Linked DNA regions of Mus musculus: all the other regions are linked to region 3. The links are chromatin contacts, called in public Hi-C and promoter capture Hi-C maps. All regions are on one chromosome and are shown on one strand. Each heading gives the region's core, a stretch centred on a gene start, on an enhancer-like site or on the middle of the called end of the contact. The rest is flanking DNA. Distances are from core to core; before and after follow the strand shown.

Evidence for each region. Promoter capture Hi-C pulls out the DNA fragments that hold promoters and counts their contacts. Hi-C and Micro-C count contacts between places; a contact is called where the count stands out from the background.
Region 1: a contact with region 3 is called in a promoter capture Hi-C map of hippocampal neurons, with 6 times the contacts expected there. The contact joins the promoter of 4930444P10Rik here to the promoter of Gdap1 in region 3. A contact is called at or near these places in 2 of 39 promoter capture datasets (hippocampal neurons and stem cell-derived epiblast-like cells), 1 of 484 Hi-C or Micro-C datasets (the N1E-115 cell line) and 1 of 115 datasets of contacts at active chromatin or transcription factors (astrocytes).
Region 2: a Hi-C map of cerebellum shows a contact between it and region 3, with 3 times the contacts expected there. The contact joins the enhancer-like site here to the promoter of Gdap1 in region 3. A contact is called at or near these places in 7 of 39 promoter capture datasets (the HPC-7 cell line, embryonic stem cells, hippocampal neurons and 2 more), 2 of 484 Hi-C or Micro-C datasets (the N1E-115 cell line and cerebellum) and 2 of 115 datasets of contacts at active chromatin or transcription factors (astrocytes and embryonic stem cells).

Annotation. Positions count from the first base shown.
Region 1 is chr1:16,091,796-16,095,071 of GRCm38.p6, forward strand. It overlaps 4930444P10Rik (RIKEN cDNA 4930444P10 gene), which reads right to left and starts at 1,530. Exons shown (of 5, transcript NM_001243238.2): 1 at 1,179-1,530.
Region 2 is chr1:16,109,248-16,112,291 of GRCm38.p6, forward strand. All of the region lies in intron 2 of Rdh10 (retinol dehydrogenase 10 (all-trans)), which reads left to right. Among named protein-coding and RNA genes, the nearest start is that of Rdh10, 4.9 kb to the left of the region's middle. Within about 2 kb of position 1,759, at least 31 of the 459 cell types and tissues checked have an H3K27ac peak or open chromatin away from gene starts, as enhancers often do. A contact at or near this core is called in astrocytes and cerebellum, where this site is marked.
Region 3 is chr1:17,143,706-17,146,851 of GRCm38.p6, forward strand. It overlaps Gdap1 (ganglioside-induced differentiation-associated-protein 1), which reads left to right and starts at 1,668. Exons shown (of 6, transcript NM_010267.3): 1 at 1,668-1,883. The coding sequence starts at 1,767.

The DNA of each region.
Region 1 (3,276 bases), core at 280-2,779, 1.1 Mb before region 3:
GACCCATCTGCCATAGCATACAAGTGGAAGTCAGAGGACAACCCTGTAGCGCTGGCTCTCTGAGTTCTGGAATCGAAGCCAAGACATCTGTGCGGCAAATGCCCAGCCTTCGCGTGCTGAGCCATTCCCAGCCTACTCAGCAGTTCTGTTTCAAGGGATTTATTCCACAGAACTGTTTCTTTGTGTAAGAATGTTCATTGTTGGGGAGCTACGACAGCAATCGGGATGGAAAGTGAATGAATAAAAAAAAAAAGTTAGTTGTTGTGAAATATTTGTAAAATGCAAAACCTGAATCCAGTATCAATTAGAAATGTATAGGTTATACCACTCGTGGCCAAAATAACAGAGGAAAATGTGGAAGAAAGAAAACACTGGGCATATTTTAAAGTAAAAGAAGTAGGTAGAAAATAAACCTGTGTCTCAGGGCGAGTCAGCGAAGCGCACCAATGCACAATTTCAAAAACAGACAGTGTGTTTTAAAGTGTAACAACAAAAGTTTTATGAAATATTATTCTAACACTTAACTAATAGGGATTCCATATGCACACAATATGAGACCTGAGGTTTTTTTGTTTCAAAGAACACAATAGCCTGTTTGCCAAGTTGTTTGCATATGTCCCTATGGTTTCCTTGGTGTTTATGACTCCAAAGGGGCTAGATGACCAGTATGGAGAACCAGTACATAAGTCTACATGACCAGCACAATTATTTTCTTGTACCTTTAGATTATAGTGAAAATAAGAAATATACCCACAAATATGAGCACATCAGAAATGATACAAAACAGAATTGGCAATATAGGGCGTTCTGATCCATCTAGTTGAGACTGGAGAAAGAAGGCCATGTGAAAGAAAGGCAACATCTCTGCTCCCAACCTTAGGTTTAAGCTCTAGGAGAGATGCAGAGTGAACTTGTAAAGCTCTGTCCAGGAAACTCAAGGGTCCTTTGCTTGGACAGAACCTAAAAAGTGTGAAAAGAATATTCAGCGTTTCGTCCTCGTTTCCTGACACCTGACCCCACAAACGGTGCCAGTTTAGGTCCTCATGCCCAAGCCATGCTGTCGAAGCGCCTTGAGGGCAGCTTTGGAGTGTTCCACGTGGCTCTGAAGGCATCAGTTTCCCCTTCTTGAAGAGAGCCCTTCCTGGCTCCAGCCTGGAGCCCCGGCTTCCCGCACTCACCGTCCCCGCAGCTGTACAGAGGAGATGGGCTTCTTCAGGTGCCGGACCCACGGCACCAAGGAGGATGTCTGGGCCAGCGGGGGCAGCGGGCAGTGTGGGAGCCAGCGACGGCCGTGGGTGGACGCGAGCTCTCGGCTGAGGCTAGCCGCGTCTCCGGGCTGTCCACCGCGGTGGGGCGGGGCAGCCGGCAGCCTTCTCGCACTGGCACCACTCTCAGGGCGAGCATGCTTGGCGGCCGGCAGCCCGGCGATGTTCCGAGCTCGGCCGCCGCTCAGCAAGGCCGGGGCCAGCCGGGGCCAGCCGGGGCCAGCGAGCGCTCGCAGCTGCGGCCCCGCTTGCCCGGTACACCGTTGGTTGCTAGGCGCCCGTAGCCTGGGGCCGCCCCACTGAGCTAGGCGGATACAGCAGCCTCAGGATAGTGGGCCAAGGTGGATGCTGGGATGGCTGAGAGAGCAGGGAAGGACTCCCAGTCGGTATGAAGCCAGGGTGGATGCCGGCCTTTGGGTCACTTCTGAGAGGGGAGCGATGAAAAAACAAGGCTGGCTGACAGCTGTCCTAATACTCTTCCAAGGGTAGAAGTGAGAATGGACAGTTGGACAAGGAGGGGATTTGTGCCAGGTCACTGGCACATCAGCTGATATCAGTCTCATTTTTCAGATTCATTGTAACTAGACCGTTTCAAGTATTTTGTGGAAAGTGTGTCTCCACCCTACCTTGGACCAGCACCTCACCTACTTAGTAAGATCTCAACATCAGCATGCCTCACACTGCTTAACACAGAGAACATCAGTATTGAAGTTCCCTGTTAAGAAAGCCAATTCAGCCGGGCGTGGTGGCGCACGCCTTTAATCCCAGCACTCGGGAGGCAGAGGCAGGCAGATTTCTGAGTTCGAGGCCAGCCTGGTTTACAAAGTGAGTTCCAGGGCAGCCAGGGCTATACAGAGAAACCCTGTCTCGAAAAAAACAAAACAAAACAAAAAACAACAAAAGAAAGCCAATTCAGATTAGATCCAGGCTGTGATACCAGGGTAGTGAAAGCTAGCCCCTCGTGAAAAACTGGAGGTAGCAGAGCAGTGAGATGGACTTTGCGGTGGAATATTTTCCCAGCATGCTGAAGCTGGGTTTGATCCTTAGTTCAAGGTCATCACAGTAAGTTCAAGGCCAGTCCAGGAAGCACATGATTCTACCTCCAATAAAAACACGTATGTGTACTTTGTATAACTAAAAGAATTCATGAAAAATAAGGATAAAGAGACACATTTAGGATTGGGTTGCATACTAACCAGCAGAACTTAAGACAAGGGTGGAAATTAGGAGAAAATATGTCTGAAGTCCATCTCAAAAACAACTATAAATTCAGTTCTGGGGTTGCATAGTGGAGAATCACATAGAAGAGATTATATGGGTTAAACAATATACCAGCATTCAAACATTTAAGATTGAAAGGTTTTCTTTTCCATGCCCCCCCCCCCCCCGGCTCCTGTACCCTACAGAGCCTGCCTTTCCCCAAACTGTTCTTTGGCTGCATATCTAAAACTCTACCGTAATTCTTTCTTCTTTTTTTTTTTTCCTTAAAGTTCTACTGCTGAGAAATTCAAGATCACGGTGAAGACAGGGTCAGTGTGTGGTGAGGACACAATATTTTCTTTGAGATTCTTGAACACTGCATCCCTCCAGAAAGACAAATGTCACATGGAGAAGGGTAAAAACCAGACCTACTCTCTTGCCTCCAGCCAATTTATAAGGCACTGATCCCACCGATAAGGATGAAGCTCTTAATCTAATCACAGCCAATCTTGTGGGACCTTTAGATGTTAAATTGAGCATTAAGTTTCAGCATGAACACAAACATTTAAAACACAGTAGAAACAAAGAAGGAGCCAATTCTAGAAAATGCACCTCTTATTACAGTGACATAACACAACTCAGGGAGGCCACTGCATTTTACTGTTTTACCATCTCTCCTTAAAGTGTCTGCTTATGTTGTTATTTTTTTGTTGTTGTTTTAAGACAAGGTTTCACAGTGTAGCCTTAGCTGTTCTTAGAACTCACCATGTAGACCAGAGTGGCCTGGAAATCAGAGATCTGCCTGCCTCTG
Region 2 (3,044 bases), core at 509-3,008, 1.0 Mb before region 3:
AGATCACCATACACAGGAGGGACAAGCACACGTGTACTCGGTGTGCGGTAGATGAATTGAGCAACAGACAAGCTTTTTGCTGCTGCAAGAACAGTCATTATGTGTCACAGCCAACTGAATGGACCTGACAGGACAACTTGTCAACAATACTATATGTTTATAATTCTGAATAATAGGTCTGGCCCTTGCTTGGGCCAGTGGTGGCCACACACACCCTTAACCTCAGCACTCAGGAGACAGAGGCAGCTGAATCTATGAGTCAAGGTTAGTCTGCTAACACAGTGAATTCCAGGGCTACAATAGCAGGACCCTGTCTCCAAAACAAACAAGTCTCGGGGAGAGTATTGCTTCCATTTTTGAGATGTGGTTGAGCTGCCATGCTGATTCCAGTTGACTTGTCAGTCTTAAAAACCTATGCAACCATTAGAAGGTTAGTATGAGCCAGAGACACGGATTTTTATTTCCTCAACCTTTGTCTGAGATGGTGCGAGGTTTCCTAACTATAAACTTTTACCCTCACAAAGTTCCCTCAAGTTTCACCATCTTGACTGTTCTGTGCAAAATTATTTTGATAACTTATAAAAATGTAAATATATCCAGGTTTTTTAAAAAAAAAATCTATTTTATGTATAGGAGTACACTGCAGCTGTCTTTAGATACTCCAGAAGAGGGCATCAGATCCCATTACAGATGGTTGTGAGCTACCCACGTGGTTGCTGGGAATTGAACTCAGGACCTCAGGAAGAACAATCAGTGCTCTTAACCACTGAGCCATCTCTCCAGCCCCTATATCCAGGTTTTTAAAGAAGCCATATAGCCTTCAGTTCAATACCATAGAGCAGTAGCAAATCTTCTCTAGACATTCTATGAAATAAGTGCTGATTTAGAGTGTTAAGAAAAAAAATCTACAGCCTCCTGTGAATGGATGCAGGTTGTACAAGTTCGTCGTTGGGTCTTTTCCTAACATAAGGAAGGACTTGCATCAATTCTTACTCTGGATCGTGTACCAAGGGTGAGCTGCACCTTCCTACCCTCGTCACTGAGCTTTGAGAAGTTGCTTAACCACACAATTTAGGGAGTTCTTGGAAGCCTGGTTCCTAATGACATCACTTTGTATTAAACTATGGGAGGCTCCTGAATTCTCCAGCTGTTTTTCCCCTAAGCATCTAAACTTAAGATTTTATTTTCAATATTGAGTCAGAAAATTCATTTTAGCATTGGAATTTCTGACTTTTTGCCAAGACTTAAGAAACCTTTGGAGAAGTTGAGCGTTAGCAGCTAGAACATAAAAGGCTGTTTTTCCTTTTGAAGGTGGTTGCCCTAGGGTTAGGCGGTATTGCCGAGCACCGCTCCAATTCACCTTCCCTTCTAGTTTCTCTTAGTTGAAAATGCTAGTGGTATGTTTTCAAAGATGTGTTGCCTTGGCTTCCACCATTGTTTCAGAAGAGAATGACCAGTGTGTCTTTTGACTGTGCCTGGTGGGGAAGAGAAGTTACCCTAGTTAAATCGTGGATCCACTGAGCAGAGAATGCGTTCAACTATTTGGACAGGTCATCTTGAGACAGACTTTTAAGTAGCAGTCAGTGTCTGTTTTCATAGAATAACAACGTGCGTGTTGATCCTGACTCATAGTTCAAGTCCTGTTTATTTAGCATGAACTAGAATAGCATGCAACTTCCACTCTGGAGGTGCCATGCAGGCTCCAGCTACTGCTTTTATGCCCCCCTCTTACTGCCCAGAACTCCCTCTTCCTTCCTTCCCTCCTTCTCCTCTTAAGGTCTATTTCAAGATGGTGATGTAAGCTTCCCTCCCCACCCCTGCCTTTACTGATATTCTTGAATTTGGGAACTGTAAGGAGCCTTAGAACTGTCTTATTCAACACCCTGTCTTCTGGTTCCTGCACATGCAGGTAAACACTTTACTCCTAAGCTACACCACAGCCTCAACCCTTACTTGCCAGTGAAGCTGCACTTAAATGAATGCTATAAAACTTTTTGTTGTTTTTTCCATTTCCACTAACTTTTTGTGGCATATTTTGTCCTTTGGTGCATAGGAAGTGCTTTTGGGGATAACTACATAGCAAAGTTGATGACAAACTGTCTGGTGGCAGTTTGTTATACCTGAACTCCTCCACACAGACAACACATACACACATATACACACACACCACACATACACACCACACACACACCACACACACACACACACAAACACACCACACACACACACACCACAAAACAACACATACACACATACACACACCCCTGGAGCTGTATTCTTAGTTAATAAATATTTGATCAGATGTAATGTGCTTCTGCTTAAATATTTAGAAGATAACCTATTCAGCAAGCACTCACTTGGGTCCATGCTGTGAATTCTGGATAGGGAAACATCATGCTGGACTAACTCAAGCTGTCAAGTCTTCAAGTCAGAGTTGGCTTCCATTCATTATTTGTGTCTCCCTTTGTTTACTACCCTCTTGTCCTGCCCCCTGTATACTCACCTTTCCTTAGTGCACTGTGCCTGCTACTTGGTGTAAGGCTCAGGCTTTTTTAAAAGAGAGCTGTTGTAGGCCACTGTGAATTAGACTCAGACCGAATGCAGGGCAGCCATCATTCATTTTCCCTGTGACTCAGGCCTCCAGAAGAGAACCTGTATTTTCAGTGGCTTGAGTCCTTCTGAGCCAAGTGCACTTGGCAGACTTGGAAGGCTTTTTGGCTGCCTGTCATATTTGGCACAGTCTCCTGGTCAGCATTGACATTAACTTTTAAAGTCCTTTTGTGCCTAACAGATCTTGCAGGAACCTTCTCCTGGTCGAGATAGTCAGGAAATGAATAATAAATGCAAGGTAGGCTTTAGTGAACTGTGGAACCAGACCACCGAGGACAAGTGCGCATTTGCATGGAAGTCATTGTCTCAGCAAGAGGCAAGAACCTGAAAACACACCTCTATTCTACCAAGTGACCCAGAAGCAGGCCTGCATACGCTGACTGCACTCTCGCACTTCCCCAAAATAGTTAACTTAGCTTTACTTACTGTTTTTC
Region 3 (3,146 bases), core at 418-2,917:
TCCAATGGGCCTCTCTTTCCAGTGATGGCCGACTAGGCCATCTTTTGATACATATGCAGCTAGAGTCAAGAGCTCTGGGGTACTGGTTAGTTCATAATGTTGTTCCACCTATAGGGTTGCAGATCCCTTTAGCTCCTTGGGTACTTTCTCTAGCTCCTCCATTGGGAGCCCTGTGATCCATCCATTAGCTGACTGTGAGCATCCACTTCTGTGTTTGCTAGGCCCCGGCATAGTCTCACAAGAGACAGCTACATCTGGGTCCTTTCGATAAAATCTTGCTAGTGTATGCAATGGTATGCCCATGGTATTTCTTTAAGTGAGTTATTAATGTCCTTCTTAAAATCCTCTACCAGAATCATGAGATATGATTTTACATCCGAATCTTGCTGTTTTTGGTGTGTAGGGCTATCCAAGACTTGCTGGATGAAGGCACGAAGGTACCTTGTCCAAGAAGGTCTGTTGCTTCTGTGGCCTGTGTGCTCTCCTGCATGGACCTCCCTCAGATGGACCCCAGATAAAAAATGTCGATCACACCTGAATTCCAAGGGCTGGGCCCTTGCTGTAGGCAAGCCCTTCTTTTGTGGGGAAGGTACACAGAGGACTGAGGGTCAGCTCTTCCTACTGGCTGAGGATGAAGGCCCAAAATGATCCTGTCCAAGAAGCTCTGTTGCTTCTGAGGCCCGTGATCTCCTGTGCGGCCCCCTTCTGAGAGACCCCCTGAATAGAAAATCAAGATAAAAATTCTTAAGAAGAGTGCTCTCTAGTTCGCATTTGCATTTGCCTGACTTCCACATACTGGTCATAGAACCCCTTTGTTATAGAGCAGCTTTGTCATGGCACTAATCCTTGGCAACCCTGTCCACAGTGAGTCTTTGGTCAGATCATGTCTTGGTCACATGATGCCGATGTCAGTGTGAATGAATGTCTTCCTCTTTTTCCTTATATGTATATTATTTCCAAATCCTACCTGATTAGTCTTTATGTGCATCTGCACTCCAGAACGGGACGTCAGACAATCTGAGCTGCCATGTGGTTGCTGGAAATTTAACTTAGGACCTTTGGAAGAGCTCCTAACCACCAACTCATCTCTCCAGACCCATAAAGACACTATTTTTAAGGCCTTGTGAGTAGTATTGCCATTTCGTTTACTGTCTTATTTATCTACTCAGTTCTCACAAAAAGCTTACAGATTAAATAAAATAATCTCTATTTCAAAAATGAAAACAGCAGGACATGATCTCAGGTATTTCTGATATGAACATTCACACTTAATCAATAGGCACTTTTACATTACCATTGTTGATTTATTTGTAAAATACATACTTTGTATTCCATTGTAATATATTCTAATGAAAATTAATTGATACTTAATTTTATTTCTTTGCTCTCTAGAACTCTCCCACCTAAGTAAAAACCCTGAATGTCTTGTGAAACTGGTGCTTTTATGCCCAAGCAACGTCCAAGGCCCAGGAGTATTATTTGCTGTTATCATTTTTCCTTGCCTTAAAAGCCAGACAGTCATATTTTAGAAAATTTCTCTACCTAAAAGTCATCCCATTACATCTCACAGATGATCTCTTAAGGGCCTCAGCCGACTAGGCAGCACAGCATCCTTGGGGAGAAACTACATTTCCCAGAAGCCAGTTCGACCGTAGAGGAAGTCCTTTACGCAACAGGGGGCCTTGAGAAACCAAGGATGCTTGCTGCAGCAAGTGTCTGCAGAGAGCAGGCCAACCCATAAAGCTGCCTGAGTCCTTTCATGCGAAATGGCTCGGAGGCAGGACGAGGCGCGGGCCGGTGTGCCCCTGAGGGTTGAAGGCCCGCCGGACAAGGAGGTCCACCTCATTCTGTACCACTGGACGCACTCCTTCAGCTCTCAAAAGGTAACGGCCTGTAGTCAAGGGCTGCACTCGGTTTCAGCACCAGGACAGCTCCCCGGGCGTGCCTTGTGGGCCTCCAAGCGGCCGGACCCCGGGGGTGCATTCAGAACTGGGGTGCACTAAGTGCACCAGCGGAAATGAGATGATTCGGGAAGGCAGTGACTCAGGTACTGCCACTCAGGAAGCGCCACTAAGAAGCGTCGCGTTCCGCATTTGGCCTAGAGGTTTTGTCCTGGAAAGTGAGAGAAGGGGTTCCTTCCTGCAACCCCTTGATCTACTTTACTCCTAACCCCCAGAAAGAAGGAAGGAAAGAAAGAAAATAAGTAAATTATAGTTTTGAGACAGGGTCTCAAGGTGCAACCCTGCCCAAACAACCTGACCTGTAGACCAAGTTGGCTTGAATTCATGGGAACCTTTTTATCTCCACTCCTCTACTTTTGGGATTGCAGTCTTGGTTCACCATGACAGGCTCTTCCTTAAAAATAGATAGATAGATAGATAGATAGATAGATAGATAGATAGATAGATAAGGAAAGAAAGAAGTTAGGTGTTTAAACTCAGAGACAGAGTCCTTGTCTAGCAGGCCCAAGGTTTGGTAATGCCTAGCATTTAAGGGGTATGCGGTGTGGGGGCAAGACAAATTCATATAAAGGCACCACCTCTCACCAAGGGAATGAAAATGCTTTTATATTCCCAAATTTGCATTCTTTATCAAAGGTGCAAACATATATTTGTACTTAAGGTGGTTCTCTTTTGGATTCCCTAGAGCTGGAGTTACACGCCCTGTGAATCACCCAGGGTGGATGCAGGGGGTCAAGAGCAGTACATTTTTTCAAACCAGTGGTTCCCAGTCTTCCTAGTGCTTCAACCCTTTAATATACTTCCTCATGTTGTGGGGGAACACAACCATAAAATTATTTTCATTGCTATGCATAACTGTAAATTTGCTGCTGTTATGAATTGTAATGTAAATATCTAATATGTAGGACATTTGATATGTGCTTCCTGTGAAAGGTTCGATTGACCCTCAGGTTGAGAACCACTGCCTTAACTGCTATGCCAGCTCTTCAGTCCTGTACATCCGGGGAGAACACATAGTTTGGTTTAAGGCACAAAGATCACAGTGGTGATGAGGAAAGAACAACTGTAATGAAGACAAAATAATTTTCATCCCTGTTATTTTCTTCTGTAATGCTGTCAGTAAGCTGCCAGAATACTTATTTATTCCTTCTAGGAACAGACTTCGTGCAGTGAACTTGTAAAGTA